Regions from separate parts of the Zea mays genome. Here region 2 is linked to region 1. A link is a contact called in public Hi-C data. All regions are on one chromosome and are shown on one strand. Each heading gives the region's core, a stretch centred on a gene start, on an enhancer-like site or on the middle of the called end of the contact. The rest is flanking DNA. Distances are from core to core; before and after follow the strand shown. Region 1 holds the start of LOC100191896. Region 2 overlaps LOC103640742 (U3 small nucleolar RNA-associated protein 25).

Region 1 (6,102 bases), core at 1,971-4,470:
TCCCCGCAAGGGCCACCACACTATTGGTGCCTCTTGCCTTGATTACAATGGAGTTGTGATCTCAAGAACAAGTGAGAAAGAAAAGAAGCAATCCAAGCGCAAGAGCTCAAATGAACACGGCAAATCACTCTCTCTAGTCACTAGAGTTTTGTGTGGAATTGGAGAGGATTTGATCTCTTTGAATGTGTCTAGAATTGAATGCCTAGAGCTCTTGTAGTAGTTGAGAAGTGGAAAACTTGGATACTATGAATGGTGGGGTGGTTGGGGTATTTATAGCCCCAACCACCAAACTTGACCGTTGGCTGGAGGCTTCTGTTCGATGGCGCACCGGACAGTCCGGTGCACACCGGACAGTCCGGTGCACACCGGACAGTCCGGTGCCCCTGCCACGTCACCACTGCCGTTGGATTCTAGCCGTTGGAGCTTCTGACTTGTGGGCCCGCCTGGGTATCCGGTGCACACCGGACATGCACTGTTTGATGTCCGGTGCATCGGTATGGGCAGCCCTGACGTCTGCGCGCTGCGCGCGCATTTAATGCTGCGCAGGGAGCCGTTGGCGCCGCAGAGAGCCGTTGCTCCGCTGGCACACCGGACAGTCCGGTGCACACCGGACAGTCCGGTGAATTATAGCGGAGCGGCAGTCGTGAAAACCCGAGGATGACGAGTTCCGGAGGCCGCGGTTCGTTGGCGCACCGGACATGTCCGGTGCACACCGGACAGTCCGGTGAATTATAGCGCGCCGTCTTCCGAGAAATCCCGAGGGCGAAGAGTTTGAGTCTGAGTCCCCTGGTGCACCGGACAGGTACTGTGCACTGTCCGGTGGCACACCGGACAGTCCGGTGCGCCAGACCAGGGGTGCCCTCGGTTGCCCCTTTGCTCCTTTATTGAATCCAACACTTGATCTTTTTATTGGCTAGATGTGAACCTTTTGCACCTGTATAACTTATACACTAGAGCAAACTAGTCAGTCCAATATTTGTGTTGGGCAATTCAACCACCAAAATTATTTAGGAACTAGGTGTAAGCCTAATTCCCTTTCACAAGTTCCGTTTCTCCCTTAGGATCAAAATAACTTTGAATCGTGTATTGATACTATATCAGATAGACGGTTTCTTCTTTATTAAAGTTTATGTAGCCTGATGCAAGATTGGAGAGTGAATTGTGATGCCCAGCTTCGTATTCTGGTCTTGAAGCATTAGTGGAAGAAAAGGACAATCAAATCCAGAAGGTATATGCTACTTGTGACTTTTTCATGTGTATTCATCCCAACATCTTTGTACATGAAGAAACATAGTAACCATAGTGAACTAACTGCACATGTTGCATACGTCATTTAGCATGTCGGTTGTCTTCACTATGAAAATATGACGACTTCAATGACATGATGTAAAATTTCACTTGTTTGTTGTAGATAGAGAAAGAAATTAAGGAACTAAAGTTATGGCATGATTTCATAGGCGGAGTTCCTCATGGACATCGTCAGGAACGAAGAGATGGCGCTCATCGACACCGCTAGGAGAAGAAACTTATAAGTGATGGGTCTTTATAATCAAACAATTTTATGAGCTTAAAATAATTTTCTTAGTTTCTTTTATACTTAGCCCATGCATTTTCGTCCAGTTCACTTCTGAATTGTTGCTCCTTGAGAGCTTCTAGAACCCATGGAGAAAGTTACCAATTTGTGACATGATATTAGAAAGCTAGAAGTTTAAAGTTGGCATTCATACATGTTCTTAATGACATAGGCAAACTTAATTTAATTTTTACCAGCCGCAAGGAACTAACTGTTACATATTATAGTAAAAATAATTTTTATGAGCTACAATTCATTTGAAACATGATTACCCTTTATTATTTTTTACGCATTTGGTTTTATAACCGTGGTGGTCTCATGTATGATTATACAGATTTAGATAACGTATTCCCATTCTTCTATAATGTGTGGAGTCGTCAGATGTGCGACAAACCAGTTCTCTAGGTTGCTCCTAATGGACACTCCTTTGATGTACCCTTTATCATCTTTTGAGTTCTGACGGTGTAGAGTAGAGATGCCTGTTGATTGCCTCTTTGTAGATACTCTTTCTATTGCATGTGTATAAACTTCAGAGAGACTAGATTTGGGTTTAGTCATTTCATGTATTTAGTTTATTTATTAATTTTCATGATTTAGTTTAGTTTTGTATTGGTTGTTGCCAAAGAATTTGTAAGATTTTGAGGTCGATAGTATATATGATATTTGATTTATATAATCGTTGTGCACTGACATTTTATCAAATATTTTGTATACCGTTGCAACGCACGGGCATATACCTAGTAGATTTATATATGTAGCTTACGTAGGCAGGCAGGCAGGCTGGCTGGCTGGGCGGGAGGCCCGAAAGGCCCGCGCGCGCGCGCGCCAGGCACAGGAGGCGAACACGGCGGCATGGTGGTGATGCACTGCACTGCACTTGAATACTTGATTGATGGAGTCCGCCCACCCACATCCTTTTGGCGCGGCAGGCGGCCTGCCAAGATGCTGCTGCACTGCAGCTGCAGCTGCAGCGACGCCGACGCCCCGACCGAGGTCAAAAAAGGAGGTGACCCAGCCCCCGCATCTGCATGCGGATCCTCCTGGGTACGGAAATCCAGGGAAACCCATATTCTTCGGGCCTCGCCCTCGTTTCACGCCCGTCCTACTCCTACTGTTTGCGAGTGCGCGCCGTCGATGCGTTGCTTGCTCTCTCTACTCTACTACTCCGACTCCGATGCCGGCCCGTCGTCACTGTTTCACGTGGTTGGTTTGTTGGGTCAAAGTCAATCCGCCCCGGCCGGTTTGTCAAACGCTCCTGACACGGGTACACGTACGCGGCTCGGCTCGGCTGTGCCTGTTTTTTTTTAAAAAACAAACGTTTGGGGAGCGTGCTGGGGTACTCTAAATTCCTGTTACAAACAAACAAACAAACAAACAAAGGGACAACAAAAAAAAAATACACGGCGCTCGAGTGCGGGCTCGTCGTGCTTCACGCATGGTAGGACGCCGCATAGTGGCTGGTTTGTCCGTGTATCTGATTGGTTACAACGGATACTACTACCTACCTCCTCCGACTTGTCCGGTGGGCTTGGCAGCCTGCACATGTTGGGCCGGACCCGGACCCGGACCCGGACCGGGGGAGGGCCTGTACCCCTCCTCGGTTTCTTGCCGTGCCGAACGACCCCAAGTCCCCAACACGGAACGGAACCGTCAATCCGCTACGCCACAGCAACGACCAACCGGAGCCGCCGCCGCCGCCGCCGACGGGGACGGGGACAGGGAAACCACCACCACCACCACCGGCCATATTAACAGCTGCGCGTGCACGGTGGAGTTCTACTTCCGCCCGCGATTCGACTCGACTCGACTGCTCGTTCCGTCTCGACCTTCAGGCGGGTGAGGCGACCTTTCCTTCCCCCTCAATTCTCTGTATTTTTGCTCGCCCACCCGGTCCGTAATCTGCAATCTCGCCGGCGATGGGTGGGTGGGGGATGTCCGATCGCTTGCTTCGATGATTGAGCCCCCCTTCCTCCGTTGCTCTCCGTCCCCCCACCCTCCCGCCCCGATCGGCTTCCCCAGTGGATCTCTCGTCGTTCAGGGGGTTGGTTCCATGTGTTCCGCCGGATCTGGAAGTGGGGCTACCCTGGGATCCTGGCTAACCGAAACGAACTGGAATTCGTTTTAGAGCACCCTACCGCACGTAACAGTATATTTCTTCCTTCCCATGGCAGGTAAGCAGGTTGACCGTCCGCGAATTCACCGTATCCCGGGATACGTATGGGTTCCAAAGCGTCCTTCCGCGTCACGCTCCTCTTGCTGCTCCTCGCCGCCGCCTGGGGACCTGCTGCACAGGCCGACGACGCTGGTATTGGTAACAGGCTTTGCCATCCTTTTGGTTGTCTTCTAATCACATCTTGGACTCCACTCCATTATCTGCTGCTAGCTGCTGCACCTTTTTTTTGACTACTTAGTTAAAACCCGGTTTCCAAACCGTTATTAGCGGCTAAAACTTAGCTGAGAGATCTAGAGCCGGTGGTCTATTTGAGAGGTTTGGAACGGGTGATCTAATAGGCCATCTAATTGTTTGCCTATATCTCTCAAATAGCTGTTACTTGTTATCTGCTCCAACCCAATTCTTCCTTACTATTAGTTGTTGTTGGACCATACCCAATTCACTGCCCTCTCACTTTTTCTCCATCTTGCACAGCTGAGCTCCCGGATCATATTGCTATTACCTTGAAGGAGCAGGTTTCTTCGACCAAGATTCCTGTCCGTCTCAAGAGTGGCAGCCCGCTGTGCTCAGCCTGTGAAAACTTCACGGGCAAAGCTGTCAGTTATATCAGTGAGAAACAGACGCAAGATAAGGTCATGGGATTCCTTCATGACGCTTGCTCTCAGTCATTCTCGTTTGAACAGAAGGTGATCATCTTGAGCATGTTTTGTATGTTCTTATAACCAGTTGTGTGTGTGTATTGTAGAGAGTTAAAATACTGCCGTGGTTGCAAGATATGTTAAATAAATTTCATAAACATTTGGTTTCCATACTGCATAGTACATACTGCTGGAAGGTGCCCCCCCCCCCCCCCCCCCCCCTAAAAATGAACTACTATGTGAGTTTACCGTAATTTTTCTCTTGACAGCTGCGCTATCCCTGCAGTGTGATGAATTGATGGACTCTTACGCAACCCTCCTGTTTGCCAAGATCACGGAGATCAAACCAGAAGCGTTCTGCAAACAGTATGGCCTGTGCAGGGGCACGGCTCTTTTCTCTGGTGTGACAAGTGACAGCACATGTGTGTTCTGCCACCACCTGCTTGATGAAGTTATGTCCAAACTGAAAGATCCGGACGCGGAGGTAATTAGCTTCGCGCGCCATTTACGTGCTTCACTACCACGAGTTGCCATTCTTTGTCTGACGTCTTTCCCACTTGTTTGATGCCTGTAGTTTGAGATAATTCAGATTCTTATCAAGGAGTGCAATAAGATTGAAGGCCACGTCCAGCAGGTAAGCTATTTGGCTCGTTCATGTGCGAACTTTTCACGCCCCACAACTCACTCAGTATATGTCAGAATAAACAATCTGAATGACCTGCAGAAACGCTACTATTTGGCTCGTTCATGTGCAAACTTTTCACGCCCCCACAACTCACTCAGTATATGCCAGAATAAACAATCTGAATGACCTGCAGAAACGCTTGGTTCTTTATTGAAAAAATATATATATCCAGAGATGCACATGCACAACTTACTTATATCAGGAACCGTCTTCTAACTTGCTCGGTTGATTTGTGATGGCGTGCAACAAAATGGCATGGGCTGATCTTGTTTTCTTGCTGGCAGTGCAAGCGACTGGTCCTGCAATACATTCCCCTCATCCTGGTGAACGGCGAGAAGTTCCTCGAGAAGAACGATGTTTGCGCGCTCGTACAGGCTTGTCCAGCCACCCATAAGAAGACTTTCAGCTCAGTCTTGAAGGGAGCCTTGTTGCTGAGTGACGCTTGAAGGTTGGAGAAGAACACGCAAAGCGTTTAGCAGTGGTTGGAAATAGTGTGTCCAAGTGCCGTGTTTGTACATATAATTGTCATATGAATGCATGAAGACGTGTCTTGTGCCCTGCATTGTTTTCATCTTGTATCATAATTCATAAACACGTTGTATTTATGGACATCCACAGGGGGTGAAGGTTAAAATATATTTGTATCATAATTCATATAAGCACATTGTCTTGAGCTACGGTGCAGTCAGTCAATTTATATCCAGAAAATTTCAGCGCTGGTGACTAGAAACCGCAGATGCTGCGGTATTTTATTTGCAGCAAAATTTTAAGGTTTCAGAGCACGAAAGGGTAATGTTTTTTTTTTCAGAAACAAGAGAAACTTCCATTGCATCAAAGCAACACGACTCATTTCGTTCAGTGGTTGCTTCGATCAACGAAAGCATTGCTCCTAAAATGATGTCCTGATCATGCACTTGCACTTTGACCAGAGAATGAATTTTGCTCAAGGTGGGCACGGGATTCGCTGGATCTCGCCTAAACAATGACTCTTCCAGGCACATCACATGGCTGGCCGATGCAGGAGGCATAGGAC
Region 2 (6,102 bases), core at 2,090-4,589, 43 kb before region 1:
TCACGCGCGCGCCTGGCGTATGTGCGCCCGCACATCACACAATTTTCATGGTTATTTATTATTAATTATCTGTGTATCCTCAAACTATGTCCATATTAATTAAGCTTGTGCATTGATGTTCAAGGTACTTGGATCAGCATGCACAGTACTATCGGCAGACAATACTGTTAAGCTCATACCTTACACCAGGTATGGATTCAGCTGGAAAGTGGTTGTAACCTGCCCCCTTCTCTCTTGTTTTCAGTAACGTAGAAACTGATGCTCAACGCGACGCGACTAGTTATTATGCACGGGAACCGCGAAACCTTGATTTGTTTTATTAGGTTGATAAATGATAAGATAATGATGCTATGCAGATTTCTTTTGCATCTATTACATAGTTGTCCATTTGTTTGTTCATACGCCTATGTGAATTTCAAAGCTCAACTGGTTTCCATGTTATGCAGAGATTAATGCTTTATTTAACGGATTATGCTTAAATTATGAAGGAAAGGTATGCCATGATTGAAATCACTGGGTTACCCCCTCTCCCAAAAAAGGGATTACATGTATTGTTGAGCTAATAGTTTTAGGACTTCTACTAGATTAAAATGGTGACCGAGTATGCAGGAGTTCTTCCCAAAATACAACTTGAAGTGCGGCAGGTGAACACTCTTATCCATCTTGATTCTGCTACGTTGTTGCATATATAGTGAATAAAACTTGAATTTTACTCGTAGATATATTTTTGTAAACAAAGTCTTTATGCCATGGATTCAGATTTCAGAATCCTCCTGAGTTAGACTAAAGTTCATGCATAATTTTATATCTTATCTTATTTACCAAAACAGCACTTGAATATTCTAATCGTTTTCAATGTGCAATTACTAAACAGGTGTATGAAAGATTTGATGCATCTTCTATTGCTGAAGCTGACGGTGCTCGTTTTGATTATTTCTGCAACAAGGTCTGTTCTTTTGTGGTTGTATAAGATATATATCTGCCAATGTAGTGGCCTTAGCTCAATAGTATTATTCTTATAATGAAGGAATACTAGTTAACAGAATAATCTAGCAACTTTGTACAATCCTTCAGAGTGTACTTAGGCTAGTTCAAATTCTACACGCACCCTAGCAGATCGATCTATCTTGACAGTCTAGTCAGTAAACTTATCTGATAACCAACTAACTGATCTTATCAACAACAACAATTCCAGAGTTTTTATTTCACCACTTTTTGTTGTCCATTCCATATCTAAATGTGTAATAATATATTGTTTAATGCATCTGACCTTTTTATATTTTATGATGTTTTACAGGTATATCCAAAGATCCAGGACTTGGATGAGGTATGCTCTATTCTGTTATGTTCGAACGTTCAGTTGTATTTGATACTTCTGAAATTCTGTAGGAACTTAGTTCCTAATGCTCGGCATCTCCTGTAAATATTGATAATGTTAAGGGGGGTGTCTGTATGGTATGGGTGTTGCACTTTACAACTCTTCTTCTTGATGAAACGATGCACGCGTATTTGAGAGAAAAAAATATTGACAATGTTCATGCTTCTACAATGACTATCTCCTGCAAGATTTGCTAACTGTCTAGTGCAACGCAGGGTGGGCTGCTGCTATTCGTCAGTTCGTATTTTGAATACATTCGAATAAGCAATTTCTTAAAATCCAAGGAAGCGTCCTTTTGTCGAATCGGAGAGTGAGTAGACATTCCTTGTCACTAGAGATTATTTTTATCAGTCCAGCCTTGAGACAAGCGGTATTCATCTCAATGCTCTCCTCCCAAATCAGGGCTACGTCTCAGCAGGATATATCCCGTGCAAGGCTCTGGTTTTTTGAGGGCAAGAAAAAGATCTTGCTTTACAGCGAAAGATCTCACTTCTACCACCGATACAAGGTGACATCGTCTGGAGCGTTACTTGTTATTACACTGTGCAGTTCATGTTGTTTCTGTGTTTGGTGTATCGTCTATGTTGTTGTTCATGGTTATTTTCTTGACGTGCAGATCAGGGGAACGAAGCATCTACTAGTCTATTCGTTGCCTGGGAGAAAAGAATTTTATCCGGAGGTACTGACTAAAAAAAACTGTGATTTTTTCACTGCTTCATCTCACGGTTTAAAGTTAACGCTCCTTGGGTTTGTATCTTCCTTTTCAGCTTGTAAATATGCTGGGCGAATCAGAAAACCGCAAGTGCAACGTCCTCTTCTCTCGTCTAGACCTTCTCAAGGTGAGTTCGCTGTTTCACTTAGCTTGGTTAAGCAAACTCTAGTGGTCTCTCGCCCAGCTACGAATTCCATGTTCAGCTGTTCAGTTTGCAGTGTGAAGAAATCTATCTTAATCTCTGTATGACATGATCTGGATCCAAGATGAGATTTCGTTTCTTGCTGCTAACTTGCAGTTGGAGCGGATCGTTGGGAAGTCTTCGGCGCGAAGGTTGATTTCCTCGGAGAAGGGCATGTTTGTCTTCTGCTGATGTAGCAGCCTAGCCCGTACTGTAGAGCAGGCGAATGGTTTTATACATTGATCCCTAGCAAATGTACCCACAGCAGGGGGTCACGTTGTTGTTTGCCTGTCAGGCAAGAATCTGGACCATGTTATGTAGGCAAAAAAAAAAAAAAATCTGAATCCCGTTTGTACGGCTAACATTATACTTTTATGCCCCTATTTGTTTCCATCAAACTTATAGATTATATAGTCACCTAATGACTTGCTTATTTGTTATCATAGTCTAGGTATGTAAATTATATATTCCATCTAATAATTTGTGTTATAATAATTTGTGTTGTTTGTTTGTTTTTTAACTTAGCTAAGTTGGATTATATAATCTAAAGTGTAAGACCATGTTTATTTCCTTCCAGGATTAAATAATGTAGCCTATAGATTATATAGGCCATGTTTGTTTTCTTCTAAAATTATATAATCTACCTTATTATATATTATATAAGCACTTATTGACATGTTTATAGATTATCATAATCTAGCTATCTAAATTATATAATCTACATAATAATATTGGTTATTTGTTTATATTTTAACTTATTTAAGTTGGATTATATAATTTTGAGGATAAATAAATATGGCTATCAACATCTAAATAAATAATCTAAATCTGGCCTAGATAAACACGGTCGAGTACTCCATATGCATGCACCACCGACGGTCCATGCAATCACATGGCAAGCCGGCTCGGCTGCGTGTGTGTCTGTCCGACCCTGTGTGCTCAGTACGTACGGAGTACGGAGAAGCGTATTAAAAAATAGTCTCGGGACGGGACGAGACGACAGACAGGCTGCTCTGACGAGCGAGCAGATCCCAGTCTCCCGGCCATCATTCCGATGCAGTCGCCTGACCTGACCTCCACACGACGACCCACGCCACGCCGCCGCCCCGGCGTGTCTTGCTCACCTCACAGTCACAGAACACAGCCAGCTAGCGTGTTTGGTAGGGCGGCTTTAGGCTCCCTCGGTCATCACGTGACAGGGACAAGTTTGTCTACAAAAAGTACGTGCATGTGCTGACATCATCTATTTGCAACAGGGTTTCAAAGTTTTAAAGCTTGTGTTTCTTAAAAATAAACCCTTTAGAAGGAACAGAGACCTGGTCAGATTTATCGAATCGATTTCGGTGTTTAAGCGAGCAACCTTACCACCAAACAGATAGATAAATAAATAAATAAAATAGTCGATCGGGGTTCGCTCCTGTTGACGCCTTTTCGGAGCGCCAAATACTCAAGAAGAACCGGCGGCGGTGCTCTCTGGTCAGGCGCGGACGGTCCGGGGCCTGGGGCCGGACGGTCCGCGACCTGGCGCAGGGGCTAGGTTTTCCTGCCTGACGTCCGGACGGTCCGCGCCCTGGGGCCGGACGGTCCGCGCGTGTGCAGGGGCGGCGGAAGATCGCCGGCGGCGCCTGGATCTCGCTCCCGGGAGGGACCCCGTCGGGGAGGAGAGATCCTAGGGGTTGTCTAGGCTCGGGCCGGCCGACCTAGACTCCTCTAATCGACGTAGAGTCGAGGAGAGGCGGAGAATTTGGGGATCGAGAGGCTAAACTAGAACTAGGCTAGAACTACTCCTAATTGTACTGGAAATAAATGCGAATAGAAGTTGTATTGATTCGATTGTTGATGATTACAAATCGGCCGTAGACCTCTCTTTATATAGAGGAGGGGGGCTGGACCCTTTACACGACTGGATTCCGTGTTAATTCCGCAAATCTAGCCAACAAACATAGCACAAAACTCGGAACCCTAAACTGCTCTGCGCATGCGCGGACCGTCCGGCCCACAGGCGCGGACTGTCCGGACCGCGGACCGTCTGGCCTCAGGGCCGGACCGTCCGGCCGCTCAATACGGCGCTCAACATATGCCCCCCTGCCTTTTGGTGGAGCTGAGCAAACCAAAAGCAACTAACTCGATGTGATTACATCGGTTTTCTTAGGCATCCTGCCACATACTAGGATGGTACTGTTTGAGGAAACGCCCATTCAAAGCCTTAGGCAAGTCCTTGCCTTGTAATGTTTGCAGCAAATAGGCGTTGCCAGACATCACCTGTTTTACTTTATAAGGGCCTTCCCAGCTTGGTGACCATTTCCCGAACTTCCGGTCTTTACTCCTTAGAGGCAGAATGGTCTTCCACACCAGGTCCCCTACTTGAAATGATTTTGCTTTGACCTTCTTGTTGTAGGCCCTGGCTACCATGATCTTGTCTTTCTCTATTGCTCCCAAAGCTATCATCCTCTTGTCGGTCACCTCATCAATATTATCCATCATTGAATTATAATAATCAGTAGCATTTAAATCATTTTGTCTGGCGAACCTGACAGCATTCAAACTTATCTCCACAGGTAACACTGCTTCCTGCCCATAGACAAGCTCAAAAGGAGACACTTGAGTAGCCCTATGTTTAGATATCCTATGAGCCCATAAAGCTTCAGATAAAATCTTATGCCAATGTTTAGGATTATCAGATATCTTCTTTTTTATCAAATTAATCAATGTCCTATTACTAGACTCGGCCTGTCCATTGGCCTGAGCATAATATGGAGATGAATTAAGCAGCTTAATTCTGTATAATTCAGCAAATTCACGTACCTCCTTTGACATAAAAGAAGTACCTTGATCTGTAGTTAAGGTTTGGGGAATGCCGAATCTATGAATAATATGCTCAGTTATAAACTCGATTACCTCCTTGTGTGTCATGTTCTTTAGAGCAACGGCTTCAGTCCATTTGGTGAAGTAGTCAGTGGCAACTAACACAAACCGATGCCCCTTTGATGATGAAGGATGAATTTCTCCAATAAAGTCTAATCCCCATCCTCTGAACGGCCAAGGTTTGATGATAGGATGTAATTCGGCTGCAGGGACTAACTGTAGGTCGCCGAATTTTTGACACACTTGGCAACCCTTGTAGTACTTGAAACAATCAGCTATCATACTAGGCCAATAAAAACCAGACCTTCGCAACAACCACTTCATCTTTGGAGCTGATTGATGAGTACCACAAATTCCTTCATGTACTTCGGCCATGGCTAATATAGCATCATCTGGGCCCAAGCAATTAAGCAGGATATCATTGACTGTTCGGCGGTAAAGTTCATCACTCATCAAAACATACTTGAAAGCTGTTCGCCGAATGTTCTTATCTGTCCTTATATTGGGATTTTGTAGATAATTAAGTATAGGTGTCCTCCAATCACTTGCATCGGCCTCATTGTTGGCCGAATTGATCGAAAGAACATTTCTGGTAACCCCGGACGGTCCGGCGTCATCACGCGGACGGTCCGCGACCTGGGAATTTGGCTTTGCACCGGTTATCAGATTTTCAGTTTTGTGAAACTTTCCTCTCTTTATCCGATAACCTGATGCATCTTGTGCCAAATCGTTAGCTCTATGATTCTCAACTCTAGAGATATGCCGAATACTGAATTCGTCAAAAGAATGAATCATGCTCCAACATTTCTCAAGGTAACTATTTAGAGTACCATCAAAACATTGATATTCTTCTAACACTTGTTGGACAATCAGCTGAGAATCACCAAATACCTTCACATGTTTTACTCCCATACCATTTAAAAGTTCTAAGCCGAATAGGAGGGCCTCATATTCAGCTTGATTATT

The links. Hi-C and Micro-C count contacts between places; a contact is called where the count stands out from the background.
Region 2: a Hi-C map of leaf shows a contact between it and region 1, with 3 times the contacts expected there. The contact joins the enhancer-like site here to the promoter of LOC100191896 in region 1. A contact is called at or near these places in 10 of 25 Hi-C or Micro-C datasets (bundle sheath, ear, endosperm and 4 more) and 1 of 3 datasets of contacts at active chromatin or transcription factors (leaf).

What each region holds. Positions count from the first base shown.
Region 1 is chr10:4,124,887-4,130,988 of Zm-B73-REFERENCE-NAM-5.0, reverse strand. It overlaps LOC100191896, which reads left to right and starts at 3,220. Exons shown (of 6, transcript NM_001358377.1): 1 at 3,220-3,409; 2 at 3,745-3,878; 3 at 4,221-4,432; 4 at 4,671-4,868; 5 at 4,959-5,018; 6 at 5,354-5,726. The coding sequence starts at 3,791. The coding sequence ends at 5,515.
Region 2 is chr10:4,167,993-4,174,094 of Zm-B73-REFERENCE-NAM-5.0, reverse strand. LOC103640742 (U3 small nucleolar RNA-associated protein 25) reads left to right here. Exons shown (of 23, transcript XM_008664232.3): 14 at 125-189; 15 at 447-493; 16 at 585-644; 17 at 875-946; 18 at 1,298-1,327; 19 at 1,594-1,688; 20 at 1,781-1,886; 21 at 1,995-2,057; 22 at 2,146-2,217; 23 at 2,389-2,786. The coding sequence ends at 2,463. Among protein-coding and RNA genes, the nearest start is that of LOC100382282, 26 kb to the right of the region's middle. Within about 2 kb of position 3,339, at least 20 of the 20 cell types and tissues checked have an H3K27ac peak or open chromatin away from gene starts, as enhancers often do. A contact at or near this core is called in bundle sheath, ear, endosperm and 3 more, where this site is marked.